Linked DNA regions of Sus scrofa: all the other regions are linked to region 2. Evidence: chromatin contacts called from public HiChIP or PLAC-seq data. All regions are on one chromosome and are shown on one strand. Each heading gives the region's core, a stretch centred on a gene start, on an enhancer-like site or on the middle of the called end of the contact. The rest is flanking DNA. Distances are from core to core; before and after follow the strand shown. Region 1 overlaps TMEM44 (transmembrane protein 44). Region 2 overlaps ATP13A3 (probable cation-transporting ATPase 13A3). Region 3 overlaps LSG1 (large subunit GTPase 1 homolog).

Evidence for each region. HiChIP or PLAC-seq counts read pairs in DNA pulled down with a chosen protein or histone mark.
Region 1: a contact with region 2 is called in an H3K27ac HiChIP or PLAC-seq map of alveolar macrophages. The contact joins two enhancer-like sites. A contact is called at or near these places in 2 of 5 promoter capture datasets (fetal skeletal muscle and liver), 32 of 47 Hi-C or Micro-C datasets (adipose tissue, alveolar macrophages, blood and 16 more) and 2 of 2 datasets of contacts at active chromatin or transcription factors (alveolar macrophages and skeletal muscle).
Region 3: a contact with region 2 is called in an H3K27ac HiChIP or PLAC-seq map of alveolar macrophages. The contact joins two enhancer-like sites. A contact is called at or near these places in 1 of 5 promoter capture datasets (liver), 1 of 47 Hi-C or Micro-C datasets (embryonic fibroblasts) and 1 of 2 datasets of contacts at active chromatin or transcription factors (alveolar macrophages).

The regions. Positions count from the first base shown.
Region 1 is chr13:131,592,827-131,596,669 of Sscrofa11.1, reverse strand. The region is part of intron 7 of TMEM44 (transmembrane protein 44); the gene reads left to right. Among named protein-coding and RNA genes, the nearest start is that of TMEM44, 19 kb to the left of the region's middle. Within about 2 kb of position 1,254, at least 20 of the 83 cell types and tissues checked have an H3K27ac peak or open chromatin away from gene starts, as enhancers often do. A contact at or near this core is called in alveolar macrophages, where this site is marked.
Region 2 is chr13:131,450,942-131,454,363 of Sscrofa11.1, reverse strand. It overlaps ATP13A3 (probable cation-transporting ATPase 13A3), which reads left to right. Exons shown (of 34, transcript XM_021070069.1): 3 at 628-726; 4 at 1,423-1,596; 5 at 2,190-2,372; 6 at 2,676-2,746. The coding sequence starts at 676. Among named protein-coding and RNA genes, the nearest start is that of ATP13A3, 23 kb to the left of the region's middle. Within about 2 kb of position 1,998, at least 2 of the 83 cell types and tissues checked have an H3K27ac peak or open chromatin away from gene starts, as enhancers often do. A contact at or near this core is called in alveolar macrophages, where this site is marked.
Region 3 is chr13:131,647,541-131,651,162 of Sscrofa11.1, reverse strand. LSG1 (large subunit GTPase 1 homolog) reads left to right here. Exons shown (of 16, transcript XM_021070074.1): 2 at 995-2,047. The coding sequence starts at 1,949. Among named protein-coding and RNA genes, the nearest start is that of LSG1, 4.6 kb to the left of the region's middle. Within about 2 kb of position 1,907, at least 79 of the 83 cell types and tissues checked have an H3K27ac peak or open chromatin away from gene starts, as enhancers often do. A contact at or near this core is called in alveolar macrophages, where this site is marked.

The DNA of each region.
Region 1 (3,843 bases), core at 5-2,504, 140 kb before region 2:
TTTTTTGGTTTTTTGTCTTTTTAGAGCTGCACCTGCGGCATATGGAGGTTCCCAGGCTAGGGGTCGAACTGGAGCTGGAGCTGCTGGCCTACACCACAGCCACAGCAACATGGGATCCAAGCTGCGTCTGCAACCTACACCACAGCTCACAGCAATGCGGGATCCTTAGCCCACTGATCGAGGCCCGGGATTGAACCTGCATCCTCATGGATACCGGTCAGGTTCATTAACCACTGAGTCACAACAGGAACTCCGGAAGGACTTCTTGAAAGCCTTGATGGGGGACAGAGGGTGTCAGATGGAGGGGAGTTCTGGGGATAAAAAGGTGAAGAGGAGGCAAGGGTGAGATAGTCACAGTGCAGAAGCTGACCATCATCCTGAGGCTGGTGAGAGTCCAGGAGGCTTCAGGACTAGAGACTCAAGGTCAGGTGTGTATTTTATTTTATATTTATTTTATTTTATTTTTTAGGGCCGCAGGTATGGCATATGAAGGTTCCCAGGCTAGAGGTCGAATTGGAACTACAGCTGCCGGCCTACACCACAGCCACAGCAATGCCAGATCCTCTGATCCACATCTTTGACCCTACAGCACAGCTCACAGCAATGCTGGATCTTAAGCCACTGAGTGAGGCCAGGGATCAAACCAGCATCCTCATGGATGTTAGTTGGGTTCATTTCCACTGAGCAACAATGGGGACTCCCAGAGGTGCATTTTAGAGCCATCGCTCAGGCAGTGTTGGGGTGAGGAGCAGACTAGGGAGAGGAGACTAGAAGCAAGGGAGTCAGTGAGGGACAGTTTTAAGTCCAGGAGAGAGGTAGTGTGGCTGAAGCAGATGGAGAAGCAGAGCTGCAGGTAGAGCAGTGGGGGCAGTGAGACTGTGGGGTTGGAGAGACCTCGGGCTCTAGATGCCTCTGGCCTGCATGTGGGTCCCCAGGAGGAAGAGCCTTGGAGAGGAGAGGGAAAGAGGTGACAAGATGTCCATTCCATGTTCCACACCCCACTAAGTCTGTTCCTGTCGAGGCTACAGTGACCTCCCTATTGCTAAATCCTGGGGTCATTTCTGTCCTTGTTGAGGTTTAACTCAGTTGACCACTAGCTTCTTCTGATTTGGGCTGTCCTGGTTTTTCCCCTGCACAGGTCTTTTCCCTGTCACTCCTGCTGGCTCACTGGTCTTTTTCCCTGTCACTTCTGCAGCTCCTCCTGGCGAGCGCACTTCAAGGTTGCAGTACCGCAGCTTCGCCCCAAGAGGGCTCCCTCTCCGTGTACACTCTTCCCGTTCCACAGCCCTACCTGCCCGCTCTGGCTCGTTTTCCCCGCCTGTGTCTCCATCCTTTTCCTCTCCCACAGCTCCAGTCTTAGCTGCCTCCTCATCGTCACCACATGGCATCTCATACATTCCGTGCCCGATACGGGTTTCTGGATTCCGGCTCCTGTCACCATCTTCCCCTTGTCAGTGAGCGACACCATTGCCCGTGCAGTGGCTCAAACCCGGAGCCCCTCTTCCCCTCACGTCATGCCCGTGCCCATTTCATCCATTTGTGAGCCTTGTAAATACTTTTAAAGTAGATCCAGGAGCCTCCTAACTGGTTGTCCTCTCACTGGTATTCTTGTCCCACCCCCTCCCATTTGCAACCGGAAGGGTCTCTTACATGTAAATTACATCTTGTTCCTCTTTGGCTTAAAACACTGCTCTGGCTTCCCAGCTCACGCAAAATAAAATCGAATCTCCTAACACAGACTTCCAGGACCTTCCCAGCCCCAGGCTTGCCCCCTCGCTGACCACCTCCTATTCTCCCCCTCTTTGCTCCTCTCTGGCTGCACAGAATTTCTCTCCATTCCTCTGCCCACTCTCTTCCTCCTGATTTTTTTTTTAAACATGGCTGCTTTTTTCTTGTTTTTAGGATTTCAGTTAAAATATTACCTTCTCCAAAGGCCTTCTCCCCCACCCATTCAAAAGTTGCCTCCACCCCTCTGCAGTATCACTTTATTAACTTTTAAAATATCTTGCAAAGCACTTTATCATGATCTTTTGTTTTGTTTCCTGCTGGGATATAAACTTTGTCTCGTCTGTCTTGTTTGCCTAGATCTGGTGTGTCCGGTCTCGGGCTCTTTAAACAGGTGTGTTTGGAACAGAGTTCAGTGGTAATGGCCCTGCTGAGTTGCCCTTGGGACATGCTGGCGCTCAGAGTTTGGCAGAGAGTTAGGTTTTACTCCTTGTTGTTTCTTGGAAATGGGTGCAAATAACCTGTGTGTGATATAATCGAAGTTCAGGGAGATTCAGAACAGCGCTTTCACAATGAAGCACCCACTTCGGCCATTAAAGCTCTTCTTCCGACAGGAGGGTGGGTGATGGGAAGCCCTGGAGAAGGCCCAGGGAGCCCTGGCAACAGCTGGGCAAAGCTTGGCCCTAGAAATTTTTTTTTTTTCTTTTCTTTTTTTTTGTTTTTGTCTTTTGTCTTCTGTCCTTTTTTTAGGGGCGTACCTGCGGCACATGGAGTTTCCCAAGCTAGGGGTCTAATCAAAGCTGTAGCTGCCGGCCTACGCCAGAGCCACAGCAACGCCAGATCTGAGCTGTGTCTGCGACCTACACCACAGCTCACGGCCACGCTGGATCCTTAACCCACGGAGCAAGGCTAGGGATCGAACCTGCAACCTCGTGGTTCCTAGTCGGATTTGTTTCCACTGGGCCACGACGGGAACTCCTAGAAATTTTTAAATCATGGAACTTCTGAAAAGTAATAGTGCAAAAATTACATTCATTCGAATCTTTCCAGTACCTGAATCTTGTGTGGATGCCTGCTTGGTTCTTTTCCACTGAGGCCCTCCAGCAAAGTACTTCCACTTGGCCTCTTCCTTCTGTATCCACCAGAGGGCGCGAGAGGACTCCAAACAGCTCCCAGCAGGAAGCCTGGAGCCCCACCCTCTAGCTTGGGCAGAAGTCACCTTGCTGGACTCCAGGGCCGTCATTCCCATAGTAGTCTTTTTACTGAGGACTAACTACTTGCCAGACTCTAAGTAAATAATAACAGCCCACCCTTCCATGAGGCTTATTGTACTGGTCACAGTGCTCTACATAGGTTAACTCATTTAACCCCAACAGTCAACCCTTGAGGTGTTATGCTCATTTTACAGAGAAGGAAAATGGAACCCAGAGAAGTTAAGTGACTTGCTCAAGGCCACACGGTTTGTTGGTGGTAGAACTAGGATTCAGACCTGCCTCTACGTGAGTCTGTGCCTTTGTCCACAATGCTATTCTGCTTCTTACTTGGCACTCGGTAAATGGTGGTTTTTTAAAATTATTATCAACACGAATTCTTATAACAACCTGAAGTTGATGTTATTATTATTTCTATTACTATTGCTTATAAATAATAATAATAATTATTATTATTATTATAAAAGGTGGCACAAAGAGGGTTAACTCACTTGCCCCAAATCCCATAGTTAAAAAATCACAGGGAGTTCCCATTGTGGCACAGCAGAAACAAATCTGACTAGTACATGAGGGTTAGATTCCCTGGCTTCGCTCAGTGGGTTAAGGATCTGACGTTGTGAGCTGTGTCATAGGTTGCAGACATGGCTCAGATCATGTGTTGCTGTGGCTGTGGTGTAGGCCAGCAGCTGTAGCTCTGATTCGACCCCTAGCCTGAGAATTTCTTATATGCTGCAGGTGAGGCCCTAAAAAGCAAAAAAATAAAACAAATAAAAGGTACTTAGGAAATATCCATTAAAAAAAAAAAAAAATCACTGAAGGATTTCCCTTGTGGCTCAGCAGGTTAAGAGCCTGACTTAGTGTCTGTGAGGATTTGGGTTCAATCCCTGGCCTTGCTCAGTGGGTTAAG
Region 2 (3,422 bases), core at 749-3,248:
CCAGGGATTGAACCCAGGTCCTCATGGATGCTAGTTGGGTTTGTTAACCACTGAGTCACGACGGGAACTCCTCTTTTAGGATTTAAATTGCTTTGTAGCAGGCTAATTGCTAGTATAAATTAATGAAATATGCCAAGTTTTGTGATAGTAAATCATGCAGGTACAAGAACTGGCACACCACTGAACATGTCAAGAGAATTACATGAAGTAGCACTTTAGCGACTACTTACATATCAGTTAAACTTTTACCAAAACAAGAAATCTGAAATTCCCATTGTGGCACAGCGGAAACGAATCCGACTAGGAACCATGAGGTTTCGGATTTGATCCCTGGCCTTGCTCAGTGGGTTTAGGATCTGGCATTGCCGTGAGCTGTGGGGTAGATCGCAGACTCGGCTCAGATCTGGCGTTGCTGTGGCTCTGCGTATGCCAGCAACTACAGGTCTAATTAGACCCCTAGACTGGGAACCTCCATATGCCGCAGGTGTGGCCCTCAAAAGACAAAAAAAAAAAAAAAAAAGATGAAAAAATCCCCCCCCAAAACAAGAAATCTGGTAGTATATAGTTGCATGTATAGTCTACTAAGATACAGAATAATGTCTTAATATTTGTTCTCTTTTCCCTCAGTTATCTTCAATCCTTCTGAAGCACAGGACCTTCCCAACCATTGTAGATATGGACAAAGAAGAAAGGAAGACTATCAACCAGGGTCAAGAAGATGAAATGGTAACTGGTTTTTATAGTTTACTTATAAAGTGTGAAGAATTTATTTTTCTAGGGAAGTAGAAAAGTACCTTTAAAAAACTGCCAGAATAAAATAAAATACAGGGAGTTCCCGTCATGGCTCAGTGGTTAACAAATCCGACTAGGAACCATGAGATTGCGGGTTCGGTCCCTGCCCTTGCTCAGTGGGTTAACGATCCGGCGTTGCCGTGAGCTGTGGTGTAGGTAGCAGACGCGGCTCGGATCCCGCGTTGCTGTGGCTCTGGTGTAGGCCGGTGGCTACAGCTCCGATTCAACCCCTAGCCTGGGAACCTCCATATGCCTCGGGAGCGGCCCAAGAAATAGCAACAACAACAACAACAACAACAACAAAAAGACAAAAAAAAAAAAAAAAACAGCTAAATCAGTGCCCTTTCTTCATTCTGTGTTTTTGGATTGGGATTATGTGGCATCTCTTATTGAAGTCTAGTTCCTGTTTCCCTTGTGAGCTATTAAAACTGAGAGGAAAGAGGTTTGCTTTTTCACTTGTTAATTTAAGAAGTAACAGAATTTCTCATTTTGACTTACAAAAAATTTAAAATGAGCTTAATAAAATTCATCTTTTCTTGTGGTATGTGTGTGGGGGGAAGATAGGAAGGCTTTGGAATTTGCCTCTCTTATCATTTGATATTTAATCACGTGATCACTGTGTCCATGCAGGAGGTTTATGGCTATAATTTGTGTCGCTGGAAGCTTGCCATAGTTTCTCTAGGAGTGGTGTGTACTGGTGGCTTTCTTCTCCTCCTCCTCTATTGGATGCCCGAGTGGCGGGTGAAGGCGACCTGTGTTAGAGCTGCAGTTAAAGACTGTGAAGTGGTGCTGCTGAGGACTACTGTAAGTCCATGTATTTACTGGTAGCTAAGTGAGGAGAACATCACTGCTAGGATATAATGAGGAATGCTAGTTCTAATATTTCTAAAGTATCTGTGTTCAATTGAATATTATCCCAATGATTAGAGTTCAAAGGAATCTTAAAGAGGACCAGCTCTACCCTCTTACATAGCTCTTGGTGCACTGAGAGATTAGGTAGATGGCTGTTCTGTCAAGATCACCTAACAGGACTATATCCTGAGTGATGCTGCTGCACCCCCGGTTTGTTTGTTTGTTTGTTTTAAATCCTAATTGGAAGCATTTTATAAGAGGCTTTAATATCTAGTCTCAGTATATAGATAGGTCAAAGAGGAAATTACAGTCTTTTATGAGATACCCTGTCATTGAAGTATGGCATATAAAACGGTGAGCAATTGAAAGCACTTCCTGTTAGAATTACACATCTTTGTGAAATGGTTTAGCATTTCGTGAGTAGGAAGTGATGCTTTCTCAATTAGAGATAAGTAAATAATAGTATGTGAAGAATGGAAATCAAATATATGTAGTTACGTAATATGCCTAATGGATTCTTTACCCTTATTCCTTTCTCTTTTAAGGATGAATTCAGAAGGTGGTTTTGTGCAAAAATTCGCTTTCTTTCTCTGGAAACCCCCCCATTTTCAATTCCAAAATCTATGGCTAATAAGATTTCCAATGGCCATGCTGTTCACTTAACTGAAAATCTGGCTGAAGAAAATAGGTTTGAGATCAGTAAATATTCACAGATTCAATCACAACAGGTATTGTGGTCTTGGTCTCAAAGTTTCTTTAAAAATCAGAATTGTTCTATGCTTTATGGAAATCTATAATTTTGTACTTTCAGTTTTTCATTGTATTTTTGTTTGAGATAAAGTTATATGCATATAAAATACCTATTTATCAGAATATATAACAGTTTAGTTATTTACTAGAAGAAACAGATTACATGTCACGTGTGATTGCTTTAATTTTAATAGATATACTATACGCTAAATCTGTGTTAGTAAACTTAATTGTTAAGTGATGGTAACTCCTTTTGATGTAGTGTTTATTATGTCCTACAGATGCGATACTTCACACACCATAGTGTAAGATACTTTTGGAATGATACCCTTCACAATTTTGATTTCTTAAAGTAAGTATTTTTCTTTTGTTTGGATTCTATCATGAGTATCTTGAAAGTGTTCTAGATAGAAAAGGATTCATTTTAGTGTTAACATAAAAACTGAAGAGGTTTTTATTACATAACTTATTTGTTAATAACTCCCTGGTGTTATTTGAATGCTTAATAACCATTTTAGAGTAAGTCCTACCTGCAACTTGTACCTTGGCAGAATTCACATAAAAGTTGGAAGCAGTATGCTCCCAAAGTCCAGTTTGGGTCTGAGTTCTTTTCTTTTTGGGGATTCATCTCAAAGTGAATTTTGAGTATACCTTTTAGCCTGTCACACTATCTGAATTACCACCTCTCAATTTGTTGACAGTTCCATCCACTCGTACTTGAGATATGGAGTGATAGACAGTCATAAATTTAACTTCAATAGGTGGATAAAATGGGACTTTTTTTTTTTAATAAGCCTTCGGTAGGATGAATTGGAGTAATCCCTTAAAATTTATTTTTTTATGAGGGCTTCAAATTATATAAGTATTAAGTTTATTAGGATTTTATTTTTATTGCTGCTATTAAAGTGATTATTATAAACAGTCACTAAGTACCATTGATTGAGAGTGACAAAGAAATTTTTTTTTTTTGCCATTTCTTAGGCCTCTCTTGTGGCATATGGAGGTTCCCAGGCTAGGGGTCAAATCGG
Region 3 (3,622 bases), core at 658-3,157, 200 kb before region 2:
AGGCCAGGGATTGAACCAGCATCTTAACAGATACTAGTTGGATTCGTTTCCACTGGGCCACAATGAGAACTCCCGTAGCTGCTATTTTAATTTTACAATGTCAGTGTCTTTTTGACCCCATCTGTCTTGATTAAATTATAACTTTGGTCAAGATTTTTTGGAGCCCACAGTAAGAATAACAACAGAAGCCCAAAGCGTGTTTTTTTTTTTCCCTAAGTCTCTGAAGGTGACAAAATCTGGAAAAGGAAATGAAAGCTAAGTCATAAGTTTCTGACTGACATCTAAGAAGGAGAGAGCAGGGGTCTTTATATCATATATTATTATTATTATTATGACTAGACTATACAATGCATTGAATCTTACTTTATGAGTTAGTTTTATGTTTAAATACTTAATTCCAAGACAATGACAGAAATTGCTAATTCTCTTCCATGGGTCTTCTCCGTATCTTACTTGTGGAGATTACATTCAGGTTTTTTAAAGATATACTGTTCCTAGGTTGGGAAATGGGAGAAACCATGTTTTGATGCATTTCTTCTCTCACCTGCGAGCACTGCCTTCCCAAAGCCTTGCCAACTGCTACATGAACTGTCGACAGTCCTTTGGGGGTTTCTCAGAGTTCACTCCAATTCAGCAGAAGTCATTAGTGAGGGGTAGCATACAGTGGGGCTTAGCAAGGATGCAGAGATGAGGGGAGAATGTTGTCCCAGCTCTGTCTGACCCAAACTTGCTGGGACTGACTTTACCCAGTCCACTTCAGGGCTTTCATCTGCACCAGAAGGAAGTGGGCTTCTCTTGCTATTCAGAGTGGCCTTCCACCAGACCAGCATCATCAGCATCACCTTAAAGAGTAGAGTGCCCGCCCCACCCTAGACCTTATCAATCAGAACCGGCACTAATAAGATCCCAAGGGGGCTTCACATGCACATCAAAGTTTGAGAAGAACTGGCCTCTAAAATTCTTGCTAACAGCCCTCGTTCTCCCCTTTCCCCAGGAATGAATAAAATAATGAGACTTGGGTTTGATGCCTGACCCCGAATATTTTCCCTGGCTTGCCAAGCTTCTTCGTCTCTGAGCATCACAACATTGAGGTAATTTTGATTGATGAGGATGGAACTAAATGCCCAGCACCCACACATCTCTAACCGGACTTTTTATATTCTCATCATAGGGAAACCTAACGATAAAATGAGGAACAAAAGTCAGGTGGCAAAGAGTGGAACCCAGCCACAGTTTTCACTTTATATTAATTTACAGGAAAATTTAAATACAATTCTAGGTTTAACTTTTAAACTTTTTTAAAAAGTTACTTGAAAAAAGCATTTAGGTCAAATCCCTTTGGCTTTCCTTGCAACTTTGACAAGCTCTTTCCATTCTGAACTCCCATCCGGGCAGGGACTCTTCTCTCCAAATCGCGGTTCAGAAAAGCTAAGTAAACAAAAAGCTATTTAGTTGCTGGGCGTGAAGGCGGCGAGGCCACACCTTAGAACACGGACAGAAATCTAGCGCCAGGAAGCAACGCCCCCTAGCGCAGCGGGGGGACCCTTCACCCGGGTCCCCTCCTCCTTTGACGAAACAGCCGGGAGGCGGAGCTAGTACCGCGAATATGAACGGCCGCTTTTTTCCACGTCTCCTAGTTTCACACCGGACACTAAAGACCGACGCACAAACTTGGAAGGTACCATCCTTTTGATTTAATCAACGTATCAAAATATGAGATATTGGTAGGAATATACATAGAAATTTAAGTCCCAAGACCACTTTATATTTTTTTCTGTCATAGTGGTAAATAAGTGGCAATTTGAGACAAATTATTATGTTTCCCTTCAACTTCGGGCCTTAATTACTTGGGCTCGCTCATACATCACTTCCGGAGATCGCGCACCTAAATACCGAAAAAACCAGGCGTGGGTCCGGCAAAGAAGGTTGGCGTCCCGGCTGCGCTCTAATGGGTCGGAGGAGAGCGCCAGATGCTGGGTCCCTCGGCCGGGCCCTTATCCGTCAGCAAGTTCAGCGGAGCCGTAGCCATCGTCACACCGACGCCTGGGTAAGACGGACCCTGCCATCTTTTTTAGTCTTTCTGTCTAGTTATGAGAGTGTGAACCCTGCGAAGCTTGGGGTCAGAGGTCACAGTGTAATTTTCCAGAGGAAACGCCAAAGTACTGTTTTGAAGGATGAGTACTGTCGTCCTCCGGTAACTTCAGGTAAACGCCCCCCTCTGCCCCAGCGGCTACCAAAATGCGCAAATACTCAAGTCCCTTAGAGTCGACCAGGCCGTAGTAGCTAGGCACCAGAGGTGGCGTCTAGTGTGATGAGGTTGGAGTGAGATCTTGAATGCCAGGGTAAGAGTTTGGTTTTTGCCCTGTAAACTTTGGAAGCCTGCACAGAAAAGTCGCAAAAACTGCTTTTTGTATTCATTTGTTCAAAGAATTGACCCTGCAAGAGCTGCTGGTTGGTGCCAGAAGTACAAAATAACTGCTTCGCCCCTTTTATTCCCTAGGGGCTTCACTCATAGATGAACGATCTATCTTCAAAATTTGGCGGGCTTAATAGTTCCCTGGGCCTGGGAACGATCATACTTTGGGGATCCTTGAAAACGGGATGAAGCTTGACTTGTGTTCGTCATCTTGGCATTCATTCTCCCACTTATTTGAGAACTCGCTAAGTTCTCAGTAAGAATCTTTGGGGAGTCAAAAATGCCCCTAATTATCCACGTGCACATCACACTAACTTCCATCTGTAATCTGCAGAGTAAACAGCATACAGAGCTCATCAATATGCTCTGGATTTTAGCATATTTATGAGAGAGTCAGAGTTACTCTGGAGTTTATTTATTTTTGCTTGTTTTATTTTTTTGCTTTTTAGGGCTGCACCTGCAGCATATGGAGGTGCCCAGGCTAGGGGTTCAATCAGAGCTGCAGCTGCCAGGATCCAAGCCCCATCTGTGACCTACAGCACAGCTCATGGCATCGCTGCATCCTTAACCCCCTGAGCAAAGCCAGGGAACGATCCACATCTTCGTGGACACTAGTCAGGTTCATTACCTCTTACCCATGCCGGGAACTCCTCGATTTTAGATTACGGATAATTTTAATTGATTTTGAAGCAACTTGTTAATGTACCATTTAAAAAGTAATGGGAAATTCGATAATGAATTCTCATCCTTAGTTCCGGTTTTTGTTGATTCCTTGGTCTTGGACAAACCGCCTAACCTTCTAACCTTCAGTTTTTTCATTTCTTTGTACCTGTACAGAGCATATAGCTTAGGATGGTGTTTATCTTATCACACTGTGGTTTGTGTTTGGAATTCAGTTCAATGGGTGGAAAGTAGGCAGATTTTTCCTGCAGAAGAGAATTAAAGAAAATTCCAGAGTGTATTGTATGTAATAAGGTAACTGTTTCAGGATTCTTTGGTTTCCATTTTACCATACTGAATGGTATACAATTGTATCACTAAGTGTATCACAGTATTTGGGTCACTGTGTGAAATGTATTTCTTGCTGTGGGTCTCCGTCAAAAAAATTTAACTAACAGTGGTTGCCAGGACCAGAGAATACAGGTTCAGATTCTCATCTCTACCACTTACTAGCTTGCAACTATAGGCAAGTTATTTTATCGAATT